Regions from separate parts of the Cricetulus griseus genome. Here region 2 is linked to region 1. Evidence: chromatin contacts called from public Micro-C data. All regions are on one chromosome and are shown on one strand. Each heading gives the region's core, a stretch centred on a gene start, on an enhancer-like site or on the middle of the called end of the contact. The rest is flanking DNA. Distances are from core to core; before and after follow the strand shown. Region 1 holds the start of Hoxc8 (homeobox protein Hox-C8). Region 2 holds the start of Smug1 (single-strand selective monofunctional uracil DNA glycosylase).

What was found. Hi-C and Micro-C count contacts between places; a contact is called where the count stands out from the background.
Region 2: a Micro-C map of the CHO-K1 cell line shows a contact between it and region 1, with 2.8 times the contacts expected there. The contact joins the promoter of Smug1 here to the promoter of Hoxc8 in region 1. A contact is called at or near these places in 4 of 8 Hi-C or Micro-C datasets (the CHK-Q cell line, the CHO-K1 cell line and fibroblasts).

What each region holds. Positions count from the first base shown.
Region 1 is chr2:399,362,736-399,369,234 of CriGri-PICRH-1.0, reverse strand. It overlaps Hoxc8 (homeobox protein Hox-C8), which reads right to left and starts at 3,597. Exons shown (of 2, transcript XM_027396754.2): 1 at 3,115-3,597; 2 at 69-1,760. The coding sequence starts at 3,550. The coding sequence ends at 1,468.
Region 2 is chr2:399,542,851-399,548,940 of CriGri-PICRH-1.0, reverse strand. It overlaps Smug1 (single-strand selective monofunctional uracil DNA glycosylase), which reads left to right and starts at 1,510. Exons shown (of 7, transcript XM_027396772.2): 1 at 1,510-1,928; 2 at 3,869-3,955; 3 at 5,278-5,359.

The DNA of each region.
Region 1 (6,499 bases), core at 2,348-4,847:
GGCTGGAAAAGGGAGCAAGGAGGGGAGGAGTAGAAAATGAGGGAGAGTTGTAGAGAAACAGCAAGTCATTCCAGCTTCCATTTCTTTTCTTCTTTCATTTTTTATTATGACTCACATATACAATACAAAGTACTTGGACCAGGAACAGGGCTTTCAGGACACAAAATCTACATTCATAGCTGGACATAAAGACAAATGACCCAAAATTATTATTATAGATATATTTTAACGTTTTTTTTCCTTTCGAGCACGTTGCATAAACAGAGAATTCAAGACAGAGTAACTATACATTCAGTGCAGTTTAGTTCTACTCTACTGGGGTTAGAAGCACAATAAGAGCGCACAAGACCAGCGGGCTAGGCAGTCTCAGTTGTTGGGGTTTTTTTTTTTCTTTAGTGAAATAAGCAGCAACAAACACAACAAAACTGCATTACAAATACTCTCAAAGCAGGATTTCTTTCTATAGGTAGTGATAAAATACGTTGAAGGTTTCTTTCTTTTTTTTTTCTTTTTTCTTTTTTTTTCTTTTTTTCCTCCTGTAATAGGATTTTTCTCCCCCCCCCAATATTATTGCAGGTTCCCTTTAGGTAGTATATTAAAGTTTTTATCAGTATACTATCATGATTATGGTGATTTCTGAGCACAAACACTAACACAGCTCAGAGGAAGCCGGCCCAAAAGAACAGAAATCAAACAGCAAGGACAAGGCAAGGAAGGCTTGGGCCCAAGTGACTATGGCATGAATAGGTAGGATTTTAGAGACCATTGCAGGCCCCTGCTTACCCCTCACTCAGTAAGGGCATGGCTAGATTCTCAGGTTCCTGGAGAAAGTCAAGGGGGTTTTCTAAAGAAGGAGCCTCAAAGAGAGAAAGGAATCTTTTCTATCTTTTATTTCTTTAAAAAAAAAATTTCCCTTCCATCTCCCTTTATTCTGTTTTTTTTATTCTTTCCTTTTCTTTCATTAAAAAACGGTTAATCCAGTATTCTAATTGCTAGCACACAAGCAAAGCCAAGAACCATCTTCTACATCTTCAGGGGGATCCCCTTTGAAATAAATACCAGGAGCAGTGAAGTGGGTGTGTGGGGGGAAGTGGGGTGTGTGAGAAGGCTTAGACCTTAAAATTCAGGAAGGGCTCAGAAGGGAGAAGCAAGGACAAGTGAGTGTGTGCTGGGTGAGTGTGTGCTGGCCATGGAGTGGGACAGAACTTTTCCCTGTGTCTCAGTCTCCCCCCCAGCGCCCCCAAACAAATAAAGAGGGGGGGTCCAAAGGTAATAAAAGTAGAGCTGCAAGTATCTGACAGGTAGTTAGAGTTGTGAGTGTCATTCTATTCTCTATAAAAGCAAATGACAGTCGTAAACTTCTCAATTTATCTGCTACCATAAAACGAAACTTCAAGGGAGTTGCTGGGGGGGGATTCTCTCTCTCTCTCTCTCTCTCTCTCTCTCTCTCTCTCTCTCTCTTTTTTGCTAGTCCTTATTTTCTTCCTTTTCCTCTTCTTCTTTCTCCTCTTCCTCATTCCCTTCTTCCTCCACCTTCTCCTCATCTCGGGCCCCAGGCAGTTTATCCTTGTTGTTCTCCTTTTTCCACTTCATCCTCCGATTCTGGAACCATATCTTCACTTGTCTTTCGGTCAGTCCCAGGGCGTGAGAGACTTCAATCCGGCGCTTTCGTGTCAAATAAGGATTAAAGAGAAACTCCTTCTCTAGTTCCAAGGTCTGATACCGGCTGTAAGTTTGTCGTCCACTGCGCCGCCCAGGAGCTGGACAGAACAGAACCCCAGTCTGGTTATGTCTGGGTGGGGGCTCAATTCCCGCCCGCCCCCCTACATAGCTACTCTGCCTCCCACAAAGTTCCCCCTTTGCTCTTTCCAATCCTTCCTCCTGCCTATGAGGCCGACAGCAGAAGGCAAGCAAGGGCAGGAAAAGTTTCCATAGATGTTTTGGTTTGATTTCCTTCACCTTGGGAGGAGGGAGAGTGGGGGGGGGGCAAGGATGTGCCTGACTGAAAAGTAAGAGCTTGAGGGGGTCAAGGGAGCCTTGCAGGGTCCTTCAGGCCTACAGCCTGGCCCTTACAGCTTCCTTACAGCTTTGTTTACAAGTGCAGAGTGACATTTAGTAAGCGGGCCTAGGAACACACTCTGTTTCCAAGAGAAAGGAAAAGGACTGGAGTTAAAGGAGAGGGGTATTTGCCCACTGCCCCCTCCTTGGCTATCTCTGCCTAATGCTTTTCCAATAAGAAAAATAATTGATCTTCTGGAATGTACCACAGCTCTGCCTGATTACTAACTGGATACCAACAAATAAATCAAGGGCCATCCCTGCCGGAACTTGTCGTTATCGCTTCCCCCTGTACTTCGAAATTGGGCCATGAGGGGCCACCCTTGGAGGGGCTCATGACCCGAGCAGCTTTCCAAGAGACCCCATAGCCTGACTAGTCACCTGGACCTCAGAAGCCCCTACTTTGTATAGTCCCTCTCTCTTTTTTTGAGCACTGATTTTCTTCTCAGTCTTTCAGTCTCCTGTGCAACTGGAGGAAGTAAGGAAAAGTTGGGGTAGCGGCCTTCAGACTGTTTCTCTGAGGGGAAGAAGGGGGAGAACCCAGGGAGTCAGAGTGCCTGTCCTTAGGGTCTTGCCCCTCTCTCTGGCTAGGGGGAGACAGCAAAGGGTCTTTTCCACCCACAGTCTGGTCACTGTCTTGGAATGGCTGGCTCACTGTCTTTGGGAAAACTGGCTATCGACCCCAAAGACTGATAACCTCAGTTTACTTAGGGTGCCCTTGTCAGCCATCTCCCCAACTTTGACTTTAGAGTTGGGGAGAGGGAGAGAGGGGGGGAGAGAGAGAGAAGGAATGGAGTAAATGGTTTTTAACCCTTTGCACCCACATATCACCTTTCCCCCACCTTCACCCCAACACTCACAATGTCTCAGGTGCCCCCCCCGCTCCACCCCCAGCCAAGCCTTTTCAACCTTCAGGAACCCACCCAGGCACGGGAGTGGAGTGGAAGAGACCCCCAAAGCCAGGAAGGAAAGCAAGGGCAGACAAAAAGGAGGCGAGGGAGGGGGGAAGACCCCGAGCGCGGGGAGACCAAGAGGGAAAGAGAAAAGGCTTCTCACCGTGGGGTCTCATCCATGGAAACATGAGGCTGGGAGACGAGTTCTGATTTAAGTGGCCTTGTCCTTCGCTACTGTTAGTGTTGGCGGAGGATTTACAGTCGGGATATTGCACCACGCTCGCCTCTTGCTGAGCCCCATAAAGGGACTGTCTAGGGAGCGCCTCGTAGCCATAGAATTTGGAGGCGTCTCCGTGGCAGCTTAGCGAGCACGGGTTCTGCTGGTAGCCCGAGTTGGAGATGCCGGAGGTGCCGTGGTGGAAGAAGTCTTGGACATGGTGCGAGGCGTGCTGGAAGCCGGGCGCCGAGCCTCCGGGCCCATACACCAGCGCATGGCTCCTGCCCACGCTCTGAGGGAACCGGCAGTCGTAATAGGCCGGTTCCAGGGACTCGCCGCCTTTGTATTTGGAGAACAGGGGGTTGACGAAGTAGGAGCTCATGCTGGGCGCATGAAAACCCGCGGCCCCCTCCCCTTGGCTCAAGCTCCCCCGCCCGGTATCCCCGAAACTCCCCTCCCCCCGGGACCGAACCCCAAGCTGGCCGGCTCCCCCGGGCTGGGCTGCTGGGCTGGGGGCTGGGCAGGTGGGGGCGCGGTGCCGGCTGAGGGCTCGGGCGGCGGCGGCTCTGCTCACTGTCGGTAGGTAGAGCGCGCGCTCTCACTTAGCTCTTTCCTCTAACAGCCCAGGCGAATTCCTCAGACTCCCGGCGGTGGCGGCGCTTACACGCGATTCGCGTTCATCAATCCACGACATGAAGACAGGCGAGCGAGCGAGCGAGCGAGCGAGAGAGCGAGCGAGTGAGCAAGCGAGCAAGAGAGAGGAGAGAGAGAGAGAGAGAGAGAGAGAGAGAGAGAGAGAGAGAGAGAGAGAGGAGGGAGGGGGGAGAGGGTTGAGGGGTTCAGGGCTAGGGGGGACCTGGAGGAGAGGGAGGGAGGAGAGGGGAGGGATGGGGGTGTGGTGTGTGTGTAGGGGGTGGCGAGCCAGCCCCAGCTAATGGCTGAGGCCAGCTTTTCTAAGGTGCGCACTCTAGTTTGAAGGTGCACCCTCTTTTCTTTCCTTGTTGAGAGATACCTGGGCCAGCAGGTCAACTTAGGTTACCTCAACAGGTAGAAGACCCCAGTGGGTGAGCCTATGTAAGTCAGGGCTGAGCCTTTAACCGGGAAGATGAACTACCTGGAGGTTTCTGAAGTCTGGGGACTTTACCCAGACCCTTCAGGCGGCAGACCCTCCAGCCTCTGGCCTCTTCCTAGGGTCTGAAACTGCCCTGTCTTTTGAAGACTCTTCTTGTCCCTTGACTGCTACGGGTAGAGTGGGGGGGGGCATTCCAGGTACCCTAGCAAGACCACACTACCCTTGCAGAAAGCAGCTCCTTCAAGGAATAGGAAACCCAAGCAAGCTTGGCTGGGAGAATCTGGGAGCAAAGCTGTTTATGGGGGATAGAGAGGAATAGCTTGTGTGTCCAGGCTTCTGCCTAGCCTAACCCAAGACATTTCTGTTTAGGAGACTATAGCTGGGTTGAAGGGAGCAGGAGTAGGCCTTTTACTGGTTCTCATAAACCACCACCCCAAAGGAAATGCCAGCTCAACCTAGAGGGGCCCTCAGGCTTCCCTGCTCCCTCCTCTTCTCCAGGCAGGCTGCCCGGGGCCAGGATGTGGATGGGAACTGTCAACAGACACTCTTTAAATATTTACCCACGCTTTTGGGGAGGGGGGCACATATCCCTATGCCTAAGACTGGACAAATTCAAGTTAATTCTAATGGAAAAAATAACCTTGGTCCATCAACACCCTTCCCTGGCCATAGTGTCTACGGGTATGTGGGCTTAATACAGGGAGAAAAGAGAAGAAAGCATGAGAGCAATGTGTGTGCGTGTGTGCCATTGTGCTTGTGAATGAAGATGAATAAGAATGCTTTTTCCTGTCTTCTTCCTCAGTATGTGAGGCTGTTACTAGGCCACCCTGGAGCACAATCAGAACACACACACACACACACACACACACACACACACACACACACAGTATATACTATACTATCCTGGTACCCAGAGACATATCAAGTGTATGTTCATTTTACACTAGCTATACACATTCCTAGACATGGCCTTCCTGACTCACAGACCCCGTACATACATGTGTTCTCCAGGCACATGCACAGAATGCTTGATAAATATATACATTTGTAAGTTTTGCATCAAGAAAAAAATCTTCCTCTTTTTGTTTTCCTCATCCTGGGTTGGGCAAGAAAAGACATGGTTAGAAAACTAGATCTTTTTCTTTCCAATCCCCATCTGGAACCAACTCTGGGCTCTGGGCATAGAGGAAAGAATAGCAGGGCAAGACAGGATAGAAAGAGCAGCTCTCCTCTGTCCTTTTATTATTTAAGTAATTATTGGGGAAATGATGACTCTCAGTCAGAATCTTAAAGGAGATTCACCGATACCCTGGCAAGAGACCCTATCTACTGGGATCTTTAGCATTTAGGAAACTCACCGCTATTGAACTTAGGAACTGCCCAAACTCCTAGACACAGAACTCTAGCTCTGAAGCAGCAGGAGGGAAAGGTCCAGAAGTGCTGTGTCAGGGCTGCAACTCTCACTAGGGTCCAGAGCAATGGGGGGCACCCCAGAGCATCTCCACCCACCAGAGCCTGCTGCATCTTTGGCTCCAGCCTTGTCGATCTGAGAGAGTCTGCTCAGTGTAGAGCTGAACAGAGTGGATTCTGGTTTCCTAGCATCTGACCATGGGGGCTGTCATAAATACTTTCTCTTCTCTGACTGGAAAGAGGAGGCTCAGAGGGTCCGGATCCTCTCTGGGGCCTGTGCCTTATCTTTTAAGGGGTGGGGGAATCTATTTCCAGATTTTATGATCCAGCAAAAAACCCTGCTACAGAGCTATTCTTCTGGGCCTTTGTGTCTTGGAATGCGGCTGTCCAGAGCATGCCATTACCACCGCCTGTCCGGGGAACCCATCAGCCCTGTAAGCCTTGGTCAGACTTGGTTTCCCCTTTGGAAGCTTCTCTCATCTTTCGTTTATTTATTTTTCTTTTACACGTATCTGGTTTATTTTGCTCTCTGAGCCTGGAAATAAAGGAGCCGCAAACAGCCGTCCTCGCCGGGCAGTTCTGTCTCTCTACCCGAGGCCTGCATCACCCTCTTAGGTACCACGGATTTATGTTCGTTTGTTCGGGTCATTCCGCCTTTTTGGGTTAATTACCTGCTCCTTACTTATCTCCACCAGCGATTATTTTTGATGCCTGCCCTCTTTCGCCTCCTGAACTCTCCGGTAGAGCGAGGGCCCATCTCCTGCTGCCACTCACGAATTATTTACACCTCGCAGGTGAGAGCGTTGATTTGTTCAGAGGCAGTGGGGCCGAAGCCGGCAGAAGCCAGGG
Region 2 (6,090 bases), core at 261-2,760, 180 kb before region 1:
GCCTGGCTGGACCTGGGCGCAGTCGAGCTGCCCTTGGCCTTCTCTGGCGGAGTCCGGGGGATGTCTGCTTCCCTGAGTCAGGGCGAAGGGCAGGCCATGAGGTGCGGGGACTGGGCCAGGGTCACAGATAGGGGAGACAGGAGGGCAGGCACGGTGAGCTAGGGGGCTGGGGAAGGACCCGCAGGAAAATGACCAAGATGCAGACTCAAGAGCCGTAGCACCCCAGGGACCCCGGCCACATTCCTGCAGAGCCTTGAGTGACATGGACAGGCGGGAGGGCTCGCTCACGTGCCCGCCGGCGGACGCGCAGCTGTCTCGGCTTCTCGGCTGTCTGCCTGTCCCCAGCCACAGTCCCTTTGCCTGTCCAGCGCTTTGTGTGCTTCTCTTTGTCTGCCCGCCTCTCTCCCATCCCCCTTCCTTCCTACTCTGCCCGCTGTCTGTTGGTCCAGACCTAGCTGTCTGTCACTGCGTTCTGCCTCGGGGGCCCTGTGTCCTGGCTTCGTTTCTTGTTGAGTCTGGGTCTCCATTTCCCCTTTTCTAGTGGCCTAGCCTTCTATCACGTTCGTAAAACTCAAGAGTGTGGGCAGGTGGCTGTAATTGGACTATTAGGGGTTTGTAACAAAGGATTTAAAGCATGTGAGAGGCGACATGGCTCTCTTATCTTCCAAGAACAAAACAAGATGATGCAGCATGAGGCACAATGGTTAGATATTCAGAAGGACTTCCCAGAAAGGGGTGTGTGTGCAGCAAATATTAGAAGAGGTCCACAGAAAGGTTAAACGACCATTATACTTTTCATCAGGAGAATGGGCAACAAAACCTAGCCGCCCTAAGAAAAGACAGCAGGCACTTGTACAGGGCACACCCCCTGTTAGACTGCCACCTGCACAAGCTCTCAGGTGGGGAAGGGGTGTGCGGGCAGCGGCGGTTCCCCACCTCCACCCGGCTTCCTCGCATCTTCAGCTCAAGACCCCAGTCGTCCCCCCCACTTCCCCCCCCCGCCGCTCGCTGCGAGATGGCTGCTGGGGACGGAGTGATGTATGGAACACAGATAAAATGTCAGCAGTTCTAAATGGGTCCGGAGATGCAGCCGTGGGGGGCGCGCGGGGTCCCGCCCCCCCCTCCTTGCGAGCCCCGCGGCCGGAGCCCAAATGAGGTTTTGAAGAGGAGCCGGCGGGCGGGGCGGCGGCCGGGCGGGGCGGCGGGCGCTGATGTATGGCGGTTTCATAACTTCCTCGGTATTAAAGGCGGGTTCACACGGAGGGCAGCGCCATCAATCAGCGGCCTCAATGGGCTGGGATCCTCCGCGAGGCTCGCGGCTGCGCGGCCCGGCCAGCGCGGGGGGCGCGGGGACCCTGGCCGCACCCAGGAGGATGTGCGGGGAGGCCCGCCCGCATGGGGAGAGGGCCAGGCTTTGAACATGAAGTTGATCACATGCAAATAGCATGCAAATATATGCAAGCTGGCTTGGGCTGCGGGGCCCACCTCTCTGCCGTCCTCCCTCCTGGGTGAGGGCTGGGGCGGGTTTGCATCCGGTTCCGCTTGGTGCCTAGGGTGCCTGGGCTCTACTTCAACCTGCCAGTAACGGAGTGAGGGTGGGGCAGTTCTCCACACCACCCTGCCCAAGAGATGTGACCTAAGAGGACATGGAGGTACTGGGTGGCAGGAGAGGCGGCTGACCCGCTGAGCAAGGAGTCCCTGTGGCTTGTGATTTGTGCCTGGTGTCCTCACGAAAAGGTGAAGGAGTGTGTGCCCAGGATTCTGACATTCCCTCCTCCCCTGAAGGCTGGGGAGCAGCTGAACACACGTGGCAGACAGGACTCCCAGACCTGGCACGTTGTTTTCGACACAATGTCTCATAAATAACAACTCACTGTGTAGCTGAGGATGACCTTGACTGCCTCCACCACTCAAGTGCTGGATTTCAGGTGTGTGCCACTATGCCCACTCTGCTATTTTCTTCCTTTCTTGCTGGGGGTAGAACCCAGGACCTGGGATCTGCTAAGTCAGGACTCCCCTCAGGGTACCATCCCAGCCCTGCACAGGGATTCACTGAGCATATACTAGGCAAAAGGCCTGGCTGTGCCCTGAGAGAAGCAAGTGCCAACATCCAGGAACACACGGGGTGGCAAAGCCATGAGCCCTAAAGCACCAACAGACACACTGAACTATGGGTTGGTTCCAGCCTCGTACAGGCAAAGAACCTTCCAATAGGGGAGAATTGGGCATTGGGGTTTGGGGCATGGGAAGAATTCCAGGCAAGGGACAAGAGTGGTGTGGCACTGGGCCATGAGAAAGAAAGGCCAAGGTGGGGAGGGCTGAGAGGGAGGTGAGTCCTGCTGGAAGCACTTTTGTGGTATCAGGTGTGGGAGGAGACTCAACAGTGATTAGCTACTGTTGCTGGCTTCCTGAAGACTGTTCTGTACGCTGTGGAATAGAGGTGAGGAGTGGAGGGGTGGGGGTGGGGGTGGGGCTGGAGGACACCACACAGGACTGGGGCCTATGGGCAGAAAAGGGAAGATAGGCCCAGGGAGGCTGTGGGAGAAGGCAGGTGACAGACAGGGTTAAGTGTGGTCTTCAAGAACCACAGGAGGCCTCAAGTCTTCCTTTGTGACTTGCTGGCTGTGGACACAGGCGGCTGTGGGGGGTGGGACTTAGCGGGGAGGGGGTGGTATACATGTTGGGTCTCACCCTTCCTCTTGGCTTTGTGGCCTCGCTCCCCGGTTTATCATCTTTCTTTCTCTTCCTAGTTGCTCAGCTCAGTGGCAGGAGACATTCTCAGTCTGCAAAATCGAAATCTAACATCCATTTTTCTCACTCCAAGACCTGGGGGTCAGTTCCCCCCACCCCAAATGCTGTCTGTCTGATTTCTGTGTGGTCCCCTCGGGGTAACTGCTCTGGACAACTCTAACACCACTCAGACAGATTGCCCAGCCTCCTAGCCCCGACATCTCCCACCACTGCATCAAGCCAAATTACTCAGCACCCCTCCCCCCAGCCCGGGGCCCTGATGAAATCCGATTAGTGAGAAGAGAGCCTCAGCGAGCTGACGGCTCCTCTGATAGATAATTGCTTCCTAAGCAAGCAAAGCAGCCCACCCCTCTCCTGGGTACCCCAGGCATCTAGAGCCAGGAGCAGAGGACACCAGAGCTGGAAGGCTAGGAAACTGCCACCTGCCTCCAGTTAAGTGGGTTTCAACCCCAAAAGTTGACCTCTGTGGTCTTGGGTTTAAGCCTTAGTCCATGGATGCTCATATTCCTACCTCCTCACACCTTGGGGAAATCTACATACCCATTTCTCTGCAGATAGAGGAAGGCAGACACAGAGAACAGAGACAAGGAAATGGCTTGATAAGACCTCAGCTCCCTGCTTCCCCGGTTCTGGGAGGAGGGTGGGAATGGGGCCTGAGGACCTGCAGGCAGCTTCCTCTATTATAGTAGCCTACCCACCTGGCAAGCTATAGAAGGCTAAATTCCTGCAGAACTGGAGGTACTTAACCTTTGAGCTTTCTCAGTCAGAGACAAGGACAGGTTGCTGGGATGCAGTCCCCCCCCTCAGACCCCACCCTTGGGTCCCCTCCCTGGTCCCCTCCTCTTCACAATGGGCCTGCCCTCCTCTTCCCTAAAGCAGGGCCTTTTGTGGGTTGGTGTTTGACATTTATTTATTTATGAGTGTGTGCTCATGTGCCATCAGGAAGGTAGAGCCCAAAAGACAGCTTGCAGGAAGTCAGTTCTCTCCTTCTATCATGTGGATTCTGGGGATTGAATTTAGGTTGTCAGACTTGGTGGCAGTTACCTTTACCTGCTGAGCCATCTCACCACCAGCCCCCTTTACTGGCTTTTTTTTTTTTTTTTTTTTTAAATGACAGGGTCTATAGGTCAGGCTGGTGCCATACTTGTGACCCTCTTGCCTCAGTCTCCCGAGTGCTGATATTATAGGTGCATCAACCCATACGGTAAGGGGGGGCATTTTATGTGCCTGATAATTCTTCCTTATTGCCTCTGTCTCTCTTTCTGTCATCTCTGTCTGTCTGTCTGCCTGCCTGCATGTGTGCGTGTGTGCGTGCGTGTGTGCGTGCATGCATTCGTGAGTGTGTGTGTGTGTGTGTGTGTGTGTGTGTGTGTGTGTGTGTGTGTACACTAACATGGAATCCAGGACTTTGTGCATGCTAATTTGCAGTTAACCACTGAGCTATACCCTGCCCTCCTTCATCTTTACTGCGAGCCCTTCTTTTTTCTGATCTTTCATCCAATCTTCTCCTGACCTTTGATGACTGAAAGGCACTTTGCAGCCCAGACTCCGAGTCCCAAATCTTACCAGGCAGGCTGTGGTCTCTGATGAACTCTCCAGGGATGAGTTGGTTAGTATTATTGTGTGCTCAGCCCCAGCATCTGCCTATAGGCCTGCCTGTAGCCATAGCAACAATGACTAACCCTCCAGCCCCTCTGAGCCAGGTCTTAATAAAACACCGTGTTGGTTAATTTATCACGAAAGAGATAAATTTCAAGGATTGTCCCATTTTACAGCTGGGGTAACCGAGGCATAGAGATGTGAAGTAACATGCTTGAGGTCCCATTAGTAAACGGAGAATGTGACTGCAGATCTAGCCCTGGCTTGGGGCCATCATCTTTCATTCTGTTTGTTCATGTACTACCCGGCTGGGAGAGAGGGGCTCAGAGCGTGGACAGAAGCTCTAGGAAGTCCTTTGGAGTTCCACAGGGAAGTGGCCAGGTGACACCTGGTACCCAGTAGGCAAAAAACGAGGCCTGCAATCTTAGCTTTGTGCAGCCTGAGGTCCTTGGCAGGGGAAGGGCTTGCTTGGCTTGGAAATCTTAGCAAGGCGAAACTAGCTCATCCAGAGGCCGATAGATGGCGCTCGTGGCCCAACACAGCCCCTGCACCCTGCTGAAACCTGAAAGAAACAAGAAAGCAAGTTAACCCTTCAGAACACAGGAGGGCAGAGTAGCTGCTGCTAGGCCTCAGAGGCGGCTCCACAGCCCAGGGCTAGAGCTATCCCTTGGCCACAGCCAGGATCTTCTGTCTCCCCTGCCTCACAAGACCATCAAGCACTGTCAGCCTGTCCGTTGAAGGCTTCTGGAGGGCACGGCAACTAGGGAAGGGCTTTGCCCATCTTTCATCTCAGGGTCTCATTTCTAAATGCCTTTAGCAGAGCTCCAAGCCCACAGTTTTTGAAAGATAAGAGGGTTGGGGGGATGGCCAGAGGCCATCAGGGTCAGCCTTAGCAGTTCACCAGTACCTCTGTTCCTCTTTTCCTAGGGACTCGCTCTGAGCTTCCAGGGGTCAGTGGACTCATAGGGACAGAGGAGTTACTCAGTTCTACAGAAGTTGGCATTAGGTGGTGAGCATCTTTTTTTTTTTTTCTTTTTTGTCTTTGTTTTTGAGAGAGGGTCTCACTATTTACTCCAGGCTGGAACTCACAGGGATGCTTTCCCCCACCTGCAGGATGCTGGCATTAAAGGCAAGAGTCACCACACCAGGCAAGTAGGGGGACATTTTGTAGGATCTCTGTCTCCCAGATACTCACTTTACTCATAGCTGCTCTGCCCGAGGCCAACTTGGGGTTCTTTTTTTTTTTTTGGTTTTTCGAGACAGGGTTTCTCTGTATTGCTTTGGAGCCTGTCCTGGAACTGCTCCGTAGACCAGGCTGGCTTCAAACTCAGAGATCCACCTGCCTCTGCCTCCCGAGTGATGGACTGGGGGTGGTGGCCCATGTGGGCCTTTAATCCCACTCAGGAGACAGAGTCAGGCAGATTTGGTCTAGAGACCAGGTCAGTCTGGTTTACATAGTGAATTCCAAGACAGCAAAGATGAGAGGAGACCCTTTTTCTAAACAATAACACCCTTCCCTGAAACAGGAACAGAAACCCAGGTGGAAGAGCTGGGCAAGCCAAACAATTGTCGGGGAGAGGGGTACCTGAAAGAGTGGTGGAGCCTATAATCAATTCCTTCCATCAACACCTTTTCTCTTCCTTTTTGGACAAGATTTCACTTTGCTCAGGCTAGTGTCAGACATGATATTTGGCAGAGGATAACCTTGAACTTCTGATACTTCTGGTCCCTCACACTGCA